2 separate regions of the Arachis hypogaea genome follow, and region 2 is linked to region 1. The links are chromatin contacts, called in public Hi-C maps. All regions are on one chromosome and are shown on one strand. Each heading gives the region's core, a stretch centred on a gene start, on an enhancer-like site or on the middle of the called end of the contact. The rest is flanking DNA. Distances are from core to core; before and after follow the strand shown. Region 1 holds the start of LOC112716352 (AAA-ATPase ASD, mitochondrial). Region 2 has its middle 12 kb from the start of LOC112716354.

Region 1 (6,221 bases), core at 1,438-3,937:
ATATAGATTTAAAGTTGTTGACTTGAAAAAAATTAATTATTAATTTTTTATTTTTTATAATATTTTAATTCGACAGATCAAAAATTAATTTATTTTAAATTGAAATTCTACTTAAAAATTTACTGTTAATGGTCAATATATTACTGTACATACATAAAGTAGAATTTGAATTACTATATGCATAAAGCATTAGTAGAATTTGAATTACTATATGCATAAAGCATTCAAACTCCTAATACTTATCTAAATAGATCATTAAATTAATCACTAAATTATCCAAATTGGTGAATAATTATTGAAAAAGTATAGAAAAATAATGTATATAGTCAACAACGGTTTTAAAAAAAGGTAAATTTATAATTAAAAATCAGATTCTTAATTAATTAAATAATTATGATCAGATTTTAAATTTGAAAACATTAGAATTAACACTTAAACCACTACGCACGTTACACTTTCACATATTTTACGTTTTGTATCCCACCACCTTCTCAATGGTGTCGGTTTCTCCCGCAACCGTCATAGTCATCACTACAAAGATCTTGACATCGCTGCTGCTTTACCACCGTAGTAGTTCTCTTCCTCCAGATAGTGACACCGTTTTGCACCCCCTCGCCGGTATCAATTTCCCTTGCAACAGTCATCGTCGTCGCCGCAAAACTCTCGCCGCCCGACCACCATACCACCTCTCCCTTCACGATTCGCAGCTCTGCTGATCAACCTTTTTTGCTGAATTTGACGATGCCTGGATTTGGCCATGGGGTTCATATTGCCCAAGAGTGAACTAAATATGGAGCCTATTCCTGAGCATCATAACCTGTCCAGTGGCTCATACCGCCAAGATCTCATGAGTTGCATGCCTCTTGGACATCACATGCGAAATTTCATTTTTTTATTCTTCTTTAAAGGAAATTCATAATATACCATATGGTCATTTTAGTAGATATGCGAATGGTTAATTTAATTTTTATGTGAATAGTTATTTGATTGGAATTTGTTTAGTTAGATACAATTAAAATATGCCGAATGTTCAATTTACTAGATATGCGAATGATTGATGGTTATCCTTAAGTATCGATGAGGGTTCTTATTGACGAACCAGCGGCAGTGAAGGGATCCCAGCGGCAACGATGGGAGCTAGTTGGTGACCAAGCAACCGCGTAACTGTAGAAAATTTGGGGAGAAGCTGTTATTTTAGTAAATTAGAGTATAATAGATTGTTAAAATTTTTGAATTACTGAACGAAATTTTTTAGTTGGGTAATTTGAGTGGAGTGTTTTTTTTTTAAATTTTATTAGGCCAAATTTTCAATCTGTTGTTTACATTGTTTAGATTTTTTATTGTCTATTAATTGAGCCGTTAATTATTAGTTGTTAATTCTATTCTGCCATCTTTCTCCCTAATGTTTGAACACTGATCTTCAGAATTCGTTGTCATTTGCTCGCTATTGAAGGCTATTGAGGGCTATGAAGCACAGACACTTCGCTGAGTTGTCATGTCTGTATGTCGGACACATTTCGAACACAATATTTACCGATATTTATTCGACACGCGTGTTTGCTGTGTCTAACCGTGTCTTAATAAAAAGAAAAAATTTTTTTCCAAATACTTTTGGATACACCTAAATACCATCACATATCAGTGTGTTCAACCTTATTCTTAACATATTTTTTTAAAATAAATTTATATATAATATATTATTATTTATTAAAATAAAAAATATTTTAAATACTTGATATAATTAAAATAAAATATTAAAAATAATTAAAAAATTAATTTATATTTTAATATCAATAAAATATTAAAATATTATTATAATTTATCTAAAAAAAATATTTTATATTATATATATATATATATTCGTGTCTTATAAAATTTTAATTCGTGTATCAATATATCTTATGTCGTGTCCTATCCCATAACAGTTTGTTCGTGCATGATTGATGGAGGGTAATCAGTTAGGTACGTTTATTGCACTTGCACACTCTTTATCCAGTTGATTAGGCAATGTATAGTCGGTGTATACGAGACAATTTAGTAAGCACACATACCGACATAAGGTCACATAATATAAACATACTGATCAAACAAGAGTAAAATTCTTAATTCATTTTCAATTTCTTACTTAAAATTTTACCCATCAAATAAAATATAAAAACATTCAAAGCATAACTATCAAAAATGAATCAATAATTAATCTAGTTAAAATATTAAATTATTAGATTAATTAATATTTTTAATAAATTAATTTTCTTGACCAAACTATTTTTTAAAATTAATTAGAATTCTATATATAAATTAGTGATAATTTTTTGGTTAATTCAAATAATATATATTATTGATATAATAATTTTATTTATTATTATGAAATACATAAAAATTTAAAATATTTTATATTATTATTATGAAAATTAATAAAATAAGTATCTACTAATATATATATATATAATTATAGTAATTATATTTTAATTAAAAAATAAATAACATGTTATTTTAATATGCATATTGTAAATAGAAAAGAAATGAAATTTAAGATAAGAAAGTGTCATTTTGTGGATAAAATAAAAATAAGATGCTTGGTGCCTAAGTTACACGCGTGGACGCGTGGTGAGTGACGTATATGCCTTGTTCATATAGCAATACTTAACCTCTATAAAAGACAAGTCCCTAAAAGCCTTCTCAAAAAGATGATCGAGGAGAGTAAGATGAAGACAAGAGCAGGAGACACGATGTTTGGTCAAATAGGATCCATAATTGCTTCATTGATGTTTATTTGGGCCATATTCGAGAAATTCTTCCCATTCCAAATCCGAAACCAAGCACAAAAACACACTCTAAGGTTGTTCTCTTTTGTTTACCCTTACATCCAAATCACATTCAATGAACTCATTGGTGATAGACACATGAGTAGAAGTGAGGCTTATACTTCCATACAGAATTACCTTTCTTCCAAGGCCACAACACAAGCTAAGAGACTCAAAGGTGACATAGGCAAGAACAACCAAACCCTTCTTCTTACCATGGATGACCATGAAGAAGTGTGTGATGAGTTCAATGGTGTTAAGCTTTGGTGGGTTTCTGGCAAAAACGTTGCCAAATCCCAAACACTTTCTCTACACAACAATTTAGCGGACGAGAAAAGGTACTACAAGCTTACCTTCCATAAACAACATAGAAACATGGTTTTAGGAACATATCTTAATCATGTTATGAGAGAAGGTAAAGCGGTTATGGTTAGAAATAGGCAGAGGAAGCTTTATACTAATAGCGGTTCGTTTTGGAACCATGTTGTGTTTGAGCATCCGGCAACGTTTGAAAGCGTGGCGATGGACGAGGAACTGAAGAAAAGGATCATTGATGATTTGGTAACGTTTAGTAAGTCAAGGGAGTTTTATGCAAGAATTGGAAGGGCCTGGAAGAGAGGGTATTTACTTTTTGGTCCTCCGGGGACGGGGAAGTCGACGATGATCGCGGCGATGGCGAATCTGTTGGGATATGATTTGTATGATTTGGAACTGACTGCTGTGAAGGACAACACAGAGTTGCGGAAGCTGTTGATTGAGACATCAAGCAAGTCCATTATTGTGATTGAGGACATAGATTGTTCACTTGATCTAACTGGTCAGAGGAGGAAGAAAATGGAAAGAGCGAAGGAAGATGAAGAAGAAGAAGAAGAAGAAGATCAACGGAAGAAGAAGCAGAGTGGGTTGAAAGAAAGAGATGTTAAGAGCAGCCAGGTTAGCTACATTGCAGAAATACTTCAATTTTAGTATTTTTTATTTTTTAAATTTTGTGAAAAAAAATAAAATATAAAAATAGAAAACTTAGCTACAAAGTTAATAGTTGAGAATAGTTAAATAATTTGATATGTTTAATTAAATTTAATCACTTACAACTATCTACAAACCCTAAATCATAAACCGAAACTCTAAATTCGAAATCCAAAATCCTAAAAAAAAATTTTAAAAACCAAAATTTTTTATTTTTAATTTTTAAATTATAAGATAAATTTTTTTATTTAAATTACAAAAATAAAATAAAGTCCAAATTTACATGAAATTATCGGTACTTAAATTTTCACCAAATTATTAAGTGCAAGTAAATCTAAACATTAGTTAGGGTGAGTTTTATTATATATAAAATATTTTAAAGTAAAAATATTATTATAATATAAAAATATTAATTAAAATATAAAAATATAATTTTTATTACTAATTGCATATTTTAATTCTTAAAATAATATCAAATAAAAATGACAAATCTAAATCTAATAAAATATATTAAATTTTAAGTTTGGTTAGATCTTGGCTTACGTGTTTGATTATTTTTTTTTTAAACGAGTTTTTTAAGTTTATATTAGATGAATATAATTTCAGTAGTTATTTTATTTTTGCTCGCTTAACTATGGTGTATATATCTAAAATCTATATCAAATATAATATTGTTATTTTAAACTTTTTAAAATTTGACTATTCTGTTATCTTTTTTTTTTTCATAAAATTATTATATTTATTGTTATGTGTCCTATCCGAATTGTATTGTACTTGGTACTCATGATGATATTTGTGCAATGAATGTAACAGGTTACACTCTCAGGGCTTCTGAACTTCATTGATGGATTGTGGTCTGCATGTGGAGGAGAGAGGCTAATAGTTTTCACTACAAACTATGTTGAGAAATTGGATCCAGCATTGGTGAGAAGAGGGAGAATGGACATGCACATTGAATTATCATACTGTGGATTTGAGGCATTCAAGTTGCTGGCCAAGAATTACCTTAAAATTGAATCACACCATTTGTTTTCAACAATTTCTGACTTGCTCAAACACTCTCAAATCACACCAGCTGATGTTGCTGAGCACTTTATGCCCAAACCTGCTTTTGGGAACAATCCAGACCTTTATTTGAAGGCTTTGATTCAATCACTTGAAGAAACCAACTTCAAACAGAACAAACATGCAAGCAATACTTAAAAAGATTCTTTTAACTATGTTATTTATGGAGCAATTCATTGACCAGCAACAGTAAGAGATTCTTAAATCGAGCTTAGAATCGGCGGCCGACTAAAGCCACAAATTAGAGGCTAAAAGGGAGTGGCTTAGTGGAAGGGAATGGATGAGGCATTCAAAAATATTTATACATTTTTTTTAAATTTTTTATCTGTTTATGTCATTGGAAAATTGTGGAAATATAGGGTCCTGTTAGGCCTGGATTTTGCTGAATTATTTTAGCGGCTATGTGTACAATAACTAATAGTTGAGGACCTAACTTAAAATCCAATAGATATGTGCTAAAATGATGATAAAGTTGAACAGAATGAACCAGAGCTTATCATTTGGGAAGCTAATATCATATCCCTTTAATTATATGCAAACACTGAACTGTGAATGGTTAAAACTTACAAGTTGCTTAAAAGACGGTGGCCAAAAACAGGGTTGAAAACACACACAATGCAAAGAAACAAGAACTAATATTGCAGTAGGAAACATCAAAATGCATGTCTACTTGGATTTTCTCTCTTTAAAAAATAAAATAAATAAATTCAACAGTTTTGAAAATAATAAGAATAAAAACCTGTTATTATGTACTCAGATTTGATTATATAGAAATAAATATATATTCCTCTTTTTCCTTTCCTAAATGGATCACTATCCTTTTTTTCCAATTAAGAAGTCCTCTTAATAATTTGTCTTCTCGAATTTCTTTTTGAAGAATAACTTATTTTCATTGTTATACATACTGGACCAAATCATGAAGTTATAAAGAACATAAATCCATTAGGCCGACAAATTTTTTTTTTGGGAGTTGGCAAATATCTGAAACTCCGTATTTTGGTCAGAAAATGTGAAAAACTCCATAAATTTGAACGAATTTCGAATTTATTTTTCTTTGTTGGGCCTCCCCTTTTGTTTATTCATGGACATGACCCGTTCCATCTACATCCATTAGGCAAATCATTTAACAAAAAAAAAAATGATAGTCAATCCTCTAAAGTGAAAAAGTTGGTAAAATTATAAAATAACACAATTAATTGAATTAGTTGACTGGTTAATTCACTCGTTAAGTGTCCAAAATTTGAATTTTATATTGTATGCAAGCAACTTATTAACTAATGATAACTCTTTAAATAAAATTTAATTTTTAATAGATTAATTTTTGACCTATTGAAATTGAAAAATACCATAGACGACAAAAAAAAACACTAATTATCTTTGAATTTC
Region 2 (6,540 bases), core at 525-3,024, 48 kb after region 1:
TAGCATAATGTTGTAGCTTAAATGATAGTGTTATAGTGTAGTATGTGTAGAGAATGAGAATATATAGTGTAGTGTTGTTGTTTAAATGACGTTTATGTTAATTAAATAATGTTAATGTTGTTGCTTAATGATGTTTATTCACAGTGTGTTAGTAATAGTAATGGATTTTTTTTTTTGGGAATTTGATATTAGAGAAATTAGAATTAATAATGTTGGGTAATATTTTTTGGTAATTTTTGGGACCAGCACGTTTTTTTTTTCTTGATATTTGTTAATAATATTAGTTTGTTAATAATAATATTTTTTAGATAATTTTAAGAAATATTTATTTTATATATTTAATAATATTATTAGTTAGTATATTGATAATTATATTATTTTAATTATAATATTATGTTTATAATTATATTATGTTTAATAATATTATTAATTATAATTTTTTTGAAGTAAAGAAAGCTCAACACATTAGAGTGGAGCGCGAGCAAACAAACATAAATTAAACTGCATACAAAAGTTATGACTTCTCGGTCATCTCCGACATTGCCATCAACAACCACAAGGATTCTTATCAGTCCATTCTTTGTAGCTCAAAAACGTCCTTTTCTTTATGATATCAACACCTGTTTCTTTATTATTGAAAATTCTGACATTGCGCTCCAACCAGACGTTCCAAATCACTGCAAAGAATCCACTCAGCCATGTCTTCTGCGTGTCTTTTTTAGTGTGCATGCTGGTCTAACTTTCAAACAGTTCTTTAATGGTTCCAAGAATGGTCCAATCTCTATCCCAAGTCCTCAACCAAGCACACCATATCTGCCAGGTGAACTCACAAAACAGAAATAGATGCTGCACAGATTCTATCTCCTTTTTACATAGTACACATATAGTATTACTGTTAAGCACAACGCTTAGTCTACTTAACCTTTTTTTATTATTAATTATATTTGTTAGTATGATAATAGAAATTATAATTTTTTGGATAATTTTAATAATCATATTAATTAGTGTATGTTGATGAAAATTAGAATTTTTTTTATGATTTTATTAATTATATTAGTTTGTATGTGAATACAAATTAGATTTTTTTGGAGGGTAAATTTGTTAATTTTATTTGTAAGTATATGTTGTTGGATTTTTTTTTTTTAAATCCCAAAGTAAGGAGAAGCCCTAAAAATGACAATACAATTGGGTTTGTACTTTGTAGTCCATAATAATGTATAAAACATTATTTTCTTTTAAATACACGTCTTAATATTTTAGAAGTTTAGTACACTGCGGTCTAAAAAAGAATTAGCACGTACTTTGTCGTTTCTCATATAGAAAAATAAAAAGTCTAAAATCCCAAATTGGTCAAGTTAATCTCTGACTCCCCAAAAAAATTGACAAATTGATTCATGTTATTTTGAAATATTAGAAAATTAATATCTAAATTTTTTAAAAAGTCATAAAAATTTGAGTGGTAATTAAATTGTCTAAAATTTTAAAATAAAAATTGATTTATGTATTTATTCAATTAGAAACTAATTCTTTTAATATTCTTAAAAGAGAAAGGTTGTAGCTACCAAATTTTTCTTTGTAGTTGTACTCTATTTTTCCACTAACAAATTGATCTCCTAATCTTCTAAAACAAGTAAGAGACAAATTATCAACTTTTTTTGTAGAAACTAATTTGGATATCACTAAAAAAATATACTGGGGATTATAAATGCGGGCTCCAAAACTATCATCGTAGAAGGCGGTATTAAAAAGCCCAACATCTATTATAGTCCACTCCAAAATGGTTTCTATGAAATCAAAGTTGCTGATGTGTAAGCCCACCAAATTCGTCTAGGCCTTATATGGCACACAGGTACCGTTGAGATTAATGTTGGCTTGAAGTCCAAAAAAGAATGAGACTAAATTTGGGTCAGACCAAAAATAATTAAAGAAAGGATTAAATTTGAATAAACAAAACCAACTTGGTTAGTTGGGTAGTCAAGTCGCTTGTCCGTTTAAGTAAGTATCGGGAGTTCAAATTATGCTTTGTGTATGCAGTGATTCATTGGTCAGCGACAGACTCTTAAATATAACTCAAATTCGTAATGAATTAGTGGTTGACTTATCGAGTTGTGGGATATTATGAACAATAAAAATAAAACGATGAATTAGTCATTAGCCTGCTAGAATAAAAGATACCGTAGAAAATAAAAAAAATTAAATTAATTTAGTCACTAATCCACTAAATAAGTGTCAAAAATTCAAAATTAATTAGACAACAACAAATATTGTCAAATTAAAAGATGATGTAAAAAATTTTTTTTTCAATCGGAGCTTTGTTATGACCATGGGGCCATGGTCCTCACCCCAAAATTTTTATATAAACATTAGTAGTTTGAATACCTGTGATTCGAATTCATACTCATTCAAATTTTAACTAATTATAAAAAATCAATTAAATAAACGATAAACCCACAAAAATTTTTGCCTCCATGAATACATTTTCTTGTCCCCTTTTCTAATTTTCAGTTACTATCGGTTAAAGCTTTGTTTTTTTTTTTACTTAATTTAATATTATTTTATTTTTTATGAATTATGAATTCTTTGATTGAAATTTTCTAGATAGAGGCATTCAAATATTCATTTAATTTGGTTATTTATATTGATAAAAAATATTGAAAAGTTAAGTTTATATTTCAATTATTAAAAATGTCAAGTCACTTCAGTATTATTTTAAAGTATTATTTAAACAGTATTATTTTAAAGTATTTTATAATTTTTATTTGTAAAATTATTCGTTTATTAATATATTAGTGTCATACTTCAAAAAGGTAAATTATAAAAATATACTCGAATTATTTTGACATTGATAAAAATACCTTTTATTTATATTATCGACAAAAATATCTTTCAATTATTTGAAAATAACAAAAATACTGTTATTTTTTCGTTAACGTAGTGCGGCTCAATTCACAGAGGTATATCTTTGGCATATTTTTAAATTATTTGAGAATATTTTTGTCGATAACAAAATTTAAAGATATTTTTGTCAACAATAAAATAATTTAGGTGTATTTTGGGTAGTTTTTTCTAATTAAAAAATATTTATATTTATAAATTTCATTTAATATAAATGCTATTATATAACTTTTGTGTTAAAATTTTTTTGTCCCCACAAAAATTCTGTCTAAGCAGTTAGATAAGATTTGACACTGCCAGGCCAAAAAAATGACAACCCTTTTATTAACAATAAGACTTTTAAGAGCTAACATTAATGTTAAGCTTTCCCTTTTTTCTGGCAACAGGTACATTAAACCTTATATATTAAAATTGGTTGATCAAAGGTAGCTTTTGGAGGACCACAAACATTGCTTTTGATGTAATTAACGATTTCTATACATGGAATAGGTTCACAATCAAATTAAAATGACAAATACAATCAAGTGTCTCCGTGGAGTCTTGTATTCAGACATAAAATGAACAATATCCATGCTAAGTGTATGTACATTGTGGCATTCATTTTTTATTTTTTAAAAACAAAGAGTTCGATATATAATTCTTCCCTCTTTCTAGAAGGAACTGTTCCTTCATTATTTATTTATTTTTTATTAAAAGTTAATATATTTAGGCAAAATCATATTTAGATACATCAGATTTTTTTAATAAATTTAAGAAATAAAAGAGATAGATAATTTAAGAATAAAGAATAAATTCAAGAAGCAATTAATTAAATTCACGTCACAAGAAAAATAGATCTTCTCAATTTTGTTATCAAATTTTTTGTAAAGTGTGATTTAACTATTCAACATCTTCTCTTACATGGTTTAAATTATTAATTCCTTTATTGCTTTATAAAAAAGTGAGAGAAGGAGAGAGCGGGCTGAACGAGAGAGTGGCGACGCAGGCTAATCCATCGGAAAAAGACAAAGAAAAAATCTAGAACCGTTCACTTTTCAAAAGGATGTGGGAGGCATGGGGAAGGAAGCAAAAGAGGATGGAAGCAATACATGGAAAAACAATTCACGACAAAAGCTGCTGGACCTAAGATTTCTTTTAGGGATAAGGTGGTTGGTTTGTTGACCCCAAAACCCTTAGTCATTGATGACTCTTTGGATGAGTACCGTGTAGCCGTGGTTGAAGGAGGTCGAGGGGGGAGACCTAAGGTCACCTTCTCTGAGGAAGGGAGAAGGGCTCTAGCGGAACCCTATAATGACTCCATTGAGGTCAAGGTGATGCAAAAATATTTTAGTTACATAGTCTTGTTGCATAAACACAGATATATTTGGAAGCAAAAGGAGGATATGAGATCCTAGATGTAGGAAATGACTACTTCCTAGTGAAATGTGATCTGAGGGAGAATCAAGAGAAAGTCCTACTCAAAGGCCCGTGAATGATTGAAGATTTTTGCATGGCAGTGAAACCTTAGTCTTTTAATTTTCATCCTACAGAGGACTCTTTTAGTTCTACACTTATCTGGATCCATTTCACTGGTCTAAAGATAATGTATTGCAAGAAAAAGGTCATGTGACGTATAGCGGCGATGGTCGGCAAGCCGATATAAGTAGATGTGGCAACCAAAGAAGCGGAGAAGAAAAATTTTGCCCGAATCTGTGTACAGATTAACTTAAACATTCCAGTGATAGATGAGATTGAAGTGGATGATGTGGTATACAAAGTAGAATATGAACATCTAGAGCTCATTTATGATTCATGTAACTGCTACGGTCACATAGTCGTAGACTGCGTGACGAACAACAAAGACGTGACGGCGGAGGGAGGGGTCCCAACATCGGAAAACCTTCGTCCGAGCAACACAGTCGTAAAAAATGATGAAGGAAAATAGGGGTTAATTGTTGGCAATTTTTCAAAAGTTGCAGAAAATTAGGAAAATGCGGATCTTCCGCCTAAGACGTTGCATGGGGAGATCATAGTTAATAATGTAGTCAATTAAAAAGGTACATGAGATGGGTGGACCAAGGTGAAAAAAAAAAGGAAAGAGTTTAGGGAACAAGTAGGCTTCCAAGAAAGCTTTTGGGCCAAGAATATAAAGCTCATTTTAAAAAAATTAACGGTGATGGCCAATCTCTATAAAAAGACAATGAAGACTCGACTGAAAACAAACCAATCCAATTTTTCTAGCAAAAACTTTAAACATGTTGGTAATCACCATTTGCTACCATGAAGCGCTGAGGTAGGACTAAATGGATGTAAAACAGAAACACCTATCTACTACTTCACAAGGAAGCAATTAAGACCTAGGTTCCCTCAAAATTCGCTGCAGGATGGAAGAATGAAAGAACCGATTGGAAGGATGCTCAAGCTTGATGGGAGCGATGGCAGAAAGGGAAAGGAAATCACCGTGGAGGGGGTTATTGGTCTCTAAATCAGGTTTTTTTTTTCATCCTAACCTTTGTTGTTATCGATAGTGAAAATTTAAGTATTCTAGCATGCAATGTGAGGGGAGTGTCTTGTAAATTAGCTTGTATTCACTTGAAAGAGATTGTAAAACAACATCATCCTACTTTCTTTATTGTTATTGAAACACATTGTTTTTTATAAGATGAAATTCTTTTGGGATAATTTGGGTTATTATAATGTCGACATATCAGAGGCCAGGGGACACAGTGGGGGTATATGAATTTTGGTGGAAAAGTCTTGGAGAACTAGCAGATAGATTGATACCACTGAGCATTATGTTACTTTTGAAGTGGTGAAGGGTACTAGTATGTGAGTGTGTAGTGTGATTTATGCTCCTCCTCAAGCTCAATATTGGAAACTTCTCTGGAATTATTTTCACAGAATTGCTGATAATATTTCTTGCCCTTGGCTTGTTCTTTGAGACTTCAATAAAGTGCTTTTATCTTCTAAGGTAAAAAGGGTTTTAATGTGAACAAAGCTCACTCTTTTGTCACTACCATCAATAATTGTAGACTAAAAGATATGGGAGCCAAGGGAAAGAGATTATCTTGGCATATGAGAGTGAAAGGAAGTCTTGATGTGGCAAAAAAATTGGATAGAGCTTTCATAAATAGAGATTGGTGCCTCCTTTTTCTAGAGACTCATTACAAAATCCTCGGAAGATATCACTCTGATCACTCACCTATCCTAGTTAAGAGTCATCCAAATATTGCTTTAAAGAAAACTAGAAACCTGCCCTTCAGATTTCAGGCTACGTGGACCATTCATCCCCTCTTTTGAAAAGTGGTCCACAAGGCTTAGGACTCAGGATTGCCAGATGTTGCTAGAAGTTTAGTTGCTGTTAAAAAGGATGCGCAGAAGTTTAACTTAAAAGTCTTCAGTAACATTTTTGTTAAAAAAAGGAGCTCAAAAAGAATATTAATATAATTTAGCTCTTCTTAGAGCAGACGGATGATCCTTGGCTTAGAGAGGAAGAATATAAATTGCAACAGGAACTAAACTCTATCCTTCTCAGGGAAGAACTCTATTGGTTCCAGAAGTCGAAGAAAAAGTGGGTTAAATTTAGAGATAGAAACACAATTTTTTTTCATCTCCAAACCATTGTTAGAAGGAAGCAAAATAAAATCTACAGTCTTATGCTGGAAG

What was found. A called contact is a pair of places that touch in the nucleus more often than the background predicts.
Region 2: a contact with region 1 is called in a Hi-C map of leaf, with 2.9 times the contacts expected there. The contact joins the enhancer-like site here to the promoter of LOC112716352 in region 1. A contact is called at or near these places in 3 of 8 Hi-C or Micro-C datasets (leaf and an unstated tissue).

Annotation. Positions count from the first base shown.
Region 1 is chr10:107,065,593-107,071,813 of arahy.Tifrunner.gnm2.J5K5, forward strand. LOC112716352 (AAA-ATPase ASD, mitochondrial) reads left to right here and starts at 2,688. Exons shown (of 2, transcript XM_025768247.3): 1 at 2,688-3,737; 2 at 4,584-5,347. The coding sequence starts at 2,688. The coding sequence ends at 4,973.
Region 2 is chr10:107,114,322-107,120,861 of arahy.Tifrunner.gnm2.J5K5, forward strand. No RefSeq gene overlaps it. Among protein-coding and RNA genes, the nearest start is that of LOC112716354, 12 kb to the right of the region's middle. Within about 2 kb of position 1,775, at least 3 of the 3 cell types and tissues checked have open chromatin away from gene starts, as enhancers often do.